Linked DNA regions of Mus musculus: region 1 is linked to region 2. Evidence: chromatin contacts called from public promoter capture Hi-C data. All regions are on one chromosome and are shown on one strand. The core of a region is the stretch at or near the end of the contact, and the rest is flanking DNA. Distances in the headings are between cores, read along the strand shown. Region 1 has its middle 130 kb from the start of Slc7a11. Region 2 holds the start of 2610316D01Rik (RIKEN cDNA 2610316D01 gene).

Region 1 (3,917 bases), core at 911-3,410, 4.9 Mb after region 2:
AAAAAAATGGCCGGAAACATAGACTAATCTTTGAAGGAATTTTCTATCCATAGAAGGGGTAGTAGTTTGAAAAATAATGCAGGTTTGGAAGTAAGGCTCTCTTTTGCATTGTAACAACCAAATAGAAGTCAGTGAGAGTAGAAACCAAGTTCAAGGTTGTGGTCATTGAGGAGATGAACTGATGAAGGAGTGCACAGAGATAAAATAAAGAACAATGTGTGTAGATTAAACTATAAACAGAGATTTTCCCCTTTAGCATAGGACAAAAAAGGGAAATGAATAAAACAAGAAGAAGGGGAAACAGTATTGCTTATTAAAGGAAGCCAGGACAGGGATCTTGCACCTTAATAGACTGTACAGTGATGCCCAGAGTTCAAAGAATGAAGGAGAATTTAAAAAGAAAAGACAAAGAGAGGGAGGTAGAAAGGAAAGCTGGGTGCCTGGAAAACATTAAGAACCGCTACTATAAAAAGGGATAATGAACTAGGCATGAATAAAAGATCTAGTGGAATGGAGAACCACTTCCTATCTTACTGCCTAAAAGCTGTGTAGTAACAGTCACTGACTTTGGGCTGATAGATTTTTCCATTAGGGAAACAGCATTCTCTCCACCCAGCTATCCAGACTCCAGTAACCACCTTTTTCAATGTAATCATACATATAACAGATGTAGGAGGGTTTTTAGACCCACATTCAGACAACTAAGATACACACACACACACACACACACACACACACACACACACTCATACACTCTAGTTACCATCATGAGGCACTTCTGACAGGTTGCACATGAGTACCAAGTACAGCTGTCTACTGCAGCCTTCTCTGTGGTTTCTGTGGTGTCTCGCATGCTTATTCATGGAACCAGAATTTAACCACCCATTAAGAGACTAGAACAGGCCTCAGATTCCCCTTGGCCTTCTGAGGTTTTATCCCCTTTGCTAAGACTTTTCCAGATGCATTTTGGTAATGACACTGTATCAAGCTTCAGAAATCAACAGCCTGCGCTCAATCTGCTATAGGAATCTTCCCAGAAGAAAGGGATGTTTCATCCGGCGGAGTCATTCATCCTAGCCTGGACTCTTCTGCTTCTGATCCTCCCCTGTTAAAAACATAACACACTGGAGGAAGATTGTGCTATATTTCACCAGTACTCCGTGCCGCTACCGAGGGACACTTCCATCTGTTATTTGCTCTCAGCTTTGCCTACTGATAAAACAGGAAGGACAGCTTGCTGATGGGCTCTTTGAAGCAAATGGCTCTACTCTTTCCTGCAATTAATGTTTGTAAATTATTTCTACAGTAGTCAGCAGGTATAGTACCACCATTTACAGATTACTTTCAATAAATCAAGAGCCCGCGCTCCTTCTGAGAGGACCTCCATTACAATGCGACTCGTGGCTAGTGGCCTGCTCTACCCGTGATGAAAATTGCTCTGTGTGTAATCGAATACTCTCATTAATTCTGTCAATTATCATTCCCTCGTGGGGAGATCTGAAGGTTGTGCACTGAGTTGTTGAAGTTTCCTTTTATGTGTAGTATGTGTTGTTCACAGAATCTGGTAGTTAGGGCACTTCAAAATTTCACAGTAAGTTAATAGCCCTTTGGCTGCTAGAGAGAGAGAGATGGCTCACAACAACAAAGCTGATTACAATGGAAGCAATTTGGTATTTTTCCCAGGATTACTCTGTTGTTTAGATGATAAATTGTTTTTAGAGTAGAGAAATAATTATATATTTTACAGCCTCTGCACTGTTTTAGGGAAAATTCCTTTAGACCTATAATATAAACCTCCTTTTCTAATTTGAAAAATTCTTTTACTTAAACTTTCTATTTTTATTTTATTGACTCAAAAAATTTTGGTTAAATTTGACCCTGGGTGGTGTTGCTGCTGCTGTTGTTGTTTTTAACTGATTATTTCCCTATGTTCTATAATGATCTATTTTCCAGGGAAAGAAAATGGCCATATAACTTGCATTAAGAGTGCCACTCTCAAAGTTTTAGAACAGGGATTTTAACTTTCCAAGACACATCTCTCCTTTCAAAGCAGAAGCATGGGAAAGAGAATGATGGATTCTAAAGGTGACCCAGGTAGGAAGAGGCCACTGGAAGTAGGACAAGGGACACTGGAAGACTATCCAAAGCCTAAGGTGGCAACAACCTCTTCATCGGGGTCTATTAGGTGAGAACGTGAACTCTTACCAAGAGAAAAGATGAAAGGGAGATATCAAGTGGCAGAAGTATTGCAGAGTCTCACTTAAAGCAACTCAGTGCACATTAGGGACATGAAATGCAAAACATTACAGGAGTGTGTGCAAAGGAATTAGGCATGAAGCTCCCACATGATATGAACAGGATCTTCCTCTGGACAATTTTAGGAAAGAATAAGCCATTTAGTACTGAGACCTATGACCATTAACTGCCTTTCCTAGTAGTCATGGCCTTTGCTTCTGTGTTCACAATACTATGGCAGCAACTAGAGAGCATGCTAGACATTGAACACTAAACTAGTTGCACAGGGTACCACACATGAATGTCAATGATTATTGGAGTTGTCACTTTTTAAAAGTCAGCTATCTTTCAGTGAGAGGGAAGACAACATTCTTTAGGAGAAAACCATATACTTTACTAAGAAGTAAAGGGAATAAAATACCCAGAGAGTCTTTAATTACCATTGAAGTAGTCTCTTTCCTTTTTTAACTTTCAAGTATCTCATTGTCCAGTGCCTGTGGAAGTTACCTGAGAAACATCACGATTTAAGTGGAAAACAAACTGCAAACCAGCAGACCAATCAGGAAGACACAAAGTGAAATGAGATACTGTTCTGAATGCTTTCTTAAAAAGTAAAAAATAAATAATTATCAACAAGGCAATGCAGTTGTGAAGATCAGCAAGACCAGTACAGAACGGCTTGTGAAGAATAAGAACAAATCATTTTGCTCTATTTTGTAGGCACCTTCCTTTGAACAGGTAAATGATGAATTACTACAAATTTGGCAAAGCTTTAGGGCCATTTGATTCTCAAGTCATGGAAGACAGAAGTGTTTTACAAATCCAGAGAATGGATGGAGGTGTAATGTCTAGGTTTGGGAACAAGGGCAGAAGACCTAACATGGAGTCAAAGTCTCCTATAAAACTGACTTCAGCAGGAGATAACAAGTTGCTTTCAAAATTCCCAGGAACATACATTGGGGATCTGGCTTAGTAGGAAAAGTGCTTGCCATGAAAGTATAACGGTTTATATCTTCTACAGCTATGTATAAAAGTCTAGCGGGCTCAATGATCTCAGTGCTGGGAAAGCCGAGACAGGTGGATTCCCCAGAGACCTCCAGCCAGCAAGAAAGGCCAAATCAGAGAGCTCTGGGTTCACTGAGACACTCTGTCTCAGAAAAACAACAGCAGAGAGCTAAAGATGAATACACATGGCATCACTCTTGCTTCTTTGCTTGCGTGCATACACATGCATGCACATGTACCACACATATACATATGCATATACCATACATATATAATAAATGAATAGATAAGTGAATAAGCAAGTAAACAGGATGAAGAAGCAACTGGCCGAGTAATGTCCGTGTTGTGCACCTTTGACCTCCACATATTCCCATGCTCACCTGCATATACATGAATGCATACACAAATGAAAATGAAGATGGATCTGAGAAAATACACACACAACAAAGAGGAGGGGGAGGAGGAGGAGGACGGGGAGGAGGAGGAGGAAGAAGAAGAAGAAGAAGAAGAAGAAGAAGAAGAAGAAGGAGAAGGAGAAGGAGAAGGAGAAGGAGAAGGAGAAGGAGAAGGAGAAGGAGAAGGAGAAGGAGAAGGAGAAGGAGAAGGAGAAGGAGAAGGAGAAGGAGAAGGAGAAGGAGAAGGAGAAGGAGAAGGAGAAGGAGAAGGAGAAGGAGAAG
Region 2 (3,403 bases), core at 587-3,086:
GAAGCACAGATGGCCACAGTGTATTAATATTCGGATACACTCTGAGCCCCTTTTCATTGATCCACAGGTCCTTTTTCTGCTCTGCCGCTTCATTCTCCGCCGCAGACGTGACGCTAAAATCATTTTAAACTGTAGCGGTTTGGTTTTGGCGGATGGTCAATTCAATGCAGCTGGAAAAGGCTTAGCCATGTTTGCTGGCTCCTTTTCCACCTACCCTCTTAAAGGTAGAACCCATCTCTCCGCAAGAGGCAAGTGGTAGGGGTAGGGGAACAGGCCGTTAAACACGGACTCTCCCGAGTGGTCCGAGCACGCCTCGCTGTCAATCACGCGTGGGGACGCGCACTCCTAATTTCTTTCCAGAAGGCACTGTAGCGTACCTTGCGGGCGGGGTGGGGGGTGGGAGGGGAGGGCAGTATAGGGGGAGGGGTGGTACCATTCCTTCCCTTCGGTTGCTGTAGCGTTACTCCTGGGTCATTCATTACCGGGAAGCCTCTAGGGAGTCATTCTAGTCTTTGGCTTAAACGGCTCCTCCGGAAAATAAACAACCTATTCCTTGCGGGCAGCACGTTGATAAGTATTAAAACGTATTCTTCGATATTTATCCTTGAAGGACAGGCATTCAGCGGGCTCTCCCAGCAGCGGAGAGTTCGTTCCCGCCGCCTTATAACTTCCCGGGAACTGGGCGTGTGGATACCCGTGGCTAGTCAGGCGCGCGGCTCAGAATCCCCGGACTGCTCCCCAGGGATTCGCACCGAACTCAGCTTGTGGCCAGCCAGCGAGGACGAGGGCCAGCACCAGGAATGTGCAAACGTGCCGGTGGATTCCCGCAGCGGTGCACACTCTATCCCCCGTGTGCGTGTGCACCGCCCCGCCCGCCCTCGCGGCCACCCCACGGTCATTCTCCAGAGAGCTGTCTTCGGGCTGGGCATGTACCTTCTTCCCACACCCCCTCTAGTTATGGAGGCAGGGATGGATCACCAAGGGTAAAAGAAAAATAAATAATTAAAACAGAAATCAGGCAAAAGAAGAAAAGAAAAGAAAAGCCCGCGCTCGCCACTGCTGCCTGGCGCGGGGCCAGGCGAGGCGCAGGGATATTGCTAGCGCCTCGCTGTGATGGGTGGTGCTGGATCCGGTGCCCTAGAGTGGGTTTAACGATGGCGGGCTCCCATGCATAAACTACAAAGAAGCCCCCAGTCCTTGACTGGGGTACTCACAGTTCGAAGCAATGTCCCCAAACGAGTTAATTTAGTAACCAAGCATTTTGTGGGTAGACATTAGATGGGTAGACGTTCAACCATCTGCCCGTCTATAGGAGCTGTCGCCCCAAGTCCCTTGGTCTGAATCCCTCCGCTTTAGGGGGAATTCACCTCCGCACTCCCTTTGCAGCCTGGTCTATCCTCCCCACACCTCCCCTTCTGACCCTCTAGCTTTGATTGACACATGCCATTTTATGCCGGCATTTAAATTGTCCGCGCGCATCTCTGCCAGAGTCCCTTGCTTTGGTAACCCCTACATGACTACCGGCCCCGGGGCAACTTTCCCCTCTTCTTGGTGATTTCTTTCCACGATCAGCAGGAGGGAAAACACCTTAAAGGAAAAAAAGAATGTTAGCGTCACTGGAAACCCCGCTCCTTGGAGAGGCTACCGCAGCTGTTGCTATTATGTTTTCGTATTTGCTGATGCAAACAGGGGAACCTCTCTTATTCCCTGCCCATTACCTGCGGCTGGGGACTGGGAACTTTCCGCGGCAGAGTCCCCTGCAAGCGCCTCGGGACCTGCGGGCTGTTCTTGCTCTCACACTCACACTCACTCCCGCAGCCAAAGCGAGCGTTCTGCCCCGCCCCTCCTGGCTGCCGCGTGACGTAACTACTTGACGGCCACTTTAGCCAACGAACAGTCGCTCGGTGGGTGGTGCTCCTCGGCGATTGGTTGGCAGAATGAGGGCGCTGCGCAAAAACAGAGAAGCGGAGCGCTCGGAGCTCAGAAACTGCCAGCCGAGATCACAAGCATTGGGGCTGAAGCAGGAGGCAGGATGGACTGAGAGGAGAAGAGGCAGGTTAGAGGGAGAGAGGCTTGCAAAGGAAACAGCAGAAAAGAAATAGCTGGTTGTGTTCACGCAAAGCCAGAGCCAGTGAAGTTGAGAATAGACACAAGACTATGAAAGCCAAGAGATGCAAAGAGAGACAGAGGGAAGAAAATGACAAGAGGAACGTCCATCCGGAGAAATGAAGAGAATGAAAGTTTTATGCTGCAGAACGGCTCCGTGTTTTTCCAGCAAAAATTTTTCTCGCTGTCTTTAACCCCGCTCGCGTTTGCCAGCCGTTGATATCAAGAGGCATGTTCAGTGGTGCCGGCAGCATCTCCTCTACCTTCTTTTCCTCTTCATCTTCCTCCTTCTCCTCTTCTTCCTCCTCCACATTCTCCTCCCATCAGCAGGAAGACAAACCTAGGACAGTCTTGAAATATCGAAATTTCCTCCTTGGGATTTGCCAGCGCCGCGTTGCGCCAACACTGTCGGAATAAAGGAGGCTGACTATTGTATGATCGTTATTTTATTAATTGGTCAGTGGGAAGATTACGGCTGAGCATAGGGGACATCTGTCACCCTTTCTGCGCTAAGATTGAAAAATGAGGCTCGATTTGGAGACGCTCTAAAATGAAGCAAAAGGAATCAAAATTTTAATACAGCCACAGGAGCCCCCCCCCCACGCAGCACACTTTTATTTATATTTTTTAGATTATTATTATTCTTTTTGTGGTGGTGGTTGGGGGGCGGTGATCGGGGTGGCTGGCTGGCTACAGGGGAGCTGCTTCCTTTTCCTTTTGGAAATGATTGTGCTGTTATTCTTTGCCTTGCTCTGGATGGTGGACGGAGTCTTTTCCCAGCTTCATTATACTGTGCAGGAAGAGCAGGAACATGGCACTTTCGTGGGGAATATCGCTGAAGACCTGGGCTTGGACATTACAAAACTTTCAGCTCGCAGGTTTCAGACGGTGGCCAACTCACGGACCCCTTACTTGGACCTCAATCTGGAGACCGGGGTTCTGTACGTAAACGAGAAGATAGATCGCGAGCAAATCTGTAAGCAGAGCCCCTCTTGTGTCCTGCACCTGGAGGTCTTTCTGGAGAACCCGCTGGAGCTGTTCCGAGTGGAGATCGAAGTGCTGGACATCAATGACAACCCTCCCTCCTTCCCAGAGCCCGACCTGACAGTGGAGATCTCAGAGAGCGCCACGCCAGGCACCCGCTTTCCCTTGGAGAGCGCCTTCGACCCAGACGTGGGGACCAACTCCTTGCGAGACTACGAGATAACCCCAAATAGCTACTTCTCGCTAGACGTACAGACCCAGGGAGATGGCAACCGATTCGCCGAACTGGTCCTGGAGAAGCCACTGGACCGAG

Evidence for each region. Promoter capture Hi-C pulls out the DNA fragments that hold promoters and counts their contacts.
Region 1: a promoter capture Hi-C map of second pharyngeal arch cranial neural crest shows a contact between it and region 2. The contact joins the enhancer-like site here to the promoter of 2610316D01Rik in region 2. A contact is called at or near these places in 2 of 39 promoter capture datasets (cranial neural crest and second pharyngeal arch cranial neural crest), 5 of 484 Hi-C or Micro-C datasets (cardiomyocytes, cerebellar granule neurons, cerebral cortex and 2 more) and 1 of 115 datasets of contacts at active chromatin or transcription factors (astrocytes).

Annotation. Positions count from the first base shown.
Region 1 is chr3:50,306,716-50,310,632 of GRCm38.p6, forward strand. No RefSeq gene overlaps it. Among named protein-coding and RNA genes, the nearest start is that of Slc7a11, 130 kb to the right of the region's middle. Within about 2 kb of position 2,161, at least 17 of the 459 cell types and tissues checked have an H3K27ac peak or open chromatin away from gene starts, as enhancers often do. A contact at or near this core is called in second pharyngeal arch cranial neural crest, where this site is marked.
Region 2 is chr3:45,376,424-45,379,826 of GRCm38.p6, forward strand. 2610316D01Rik (RIKEN cDNA 2610316D01 gene) reads right to left here and starts at 1,837. Exons shown (of 9, transcript NR_045172.1): 1 at 1,719-1,837. Pcdh10 (protocadherin 10) reads left to right here and starts at 1,975. Exons shown (of 5, transcript NM_001098172.1): 1 at 1,975-3,403. The coding sequence starts at 2,830.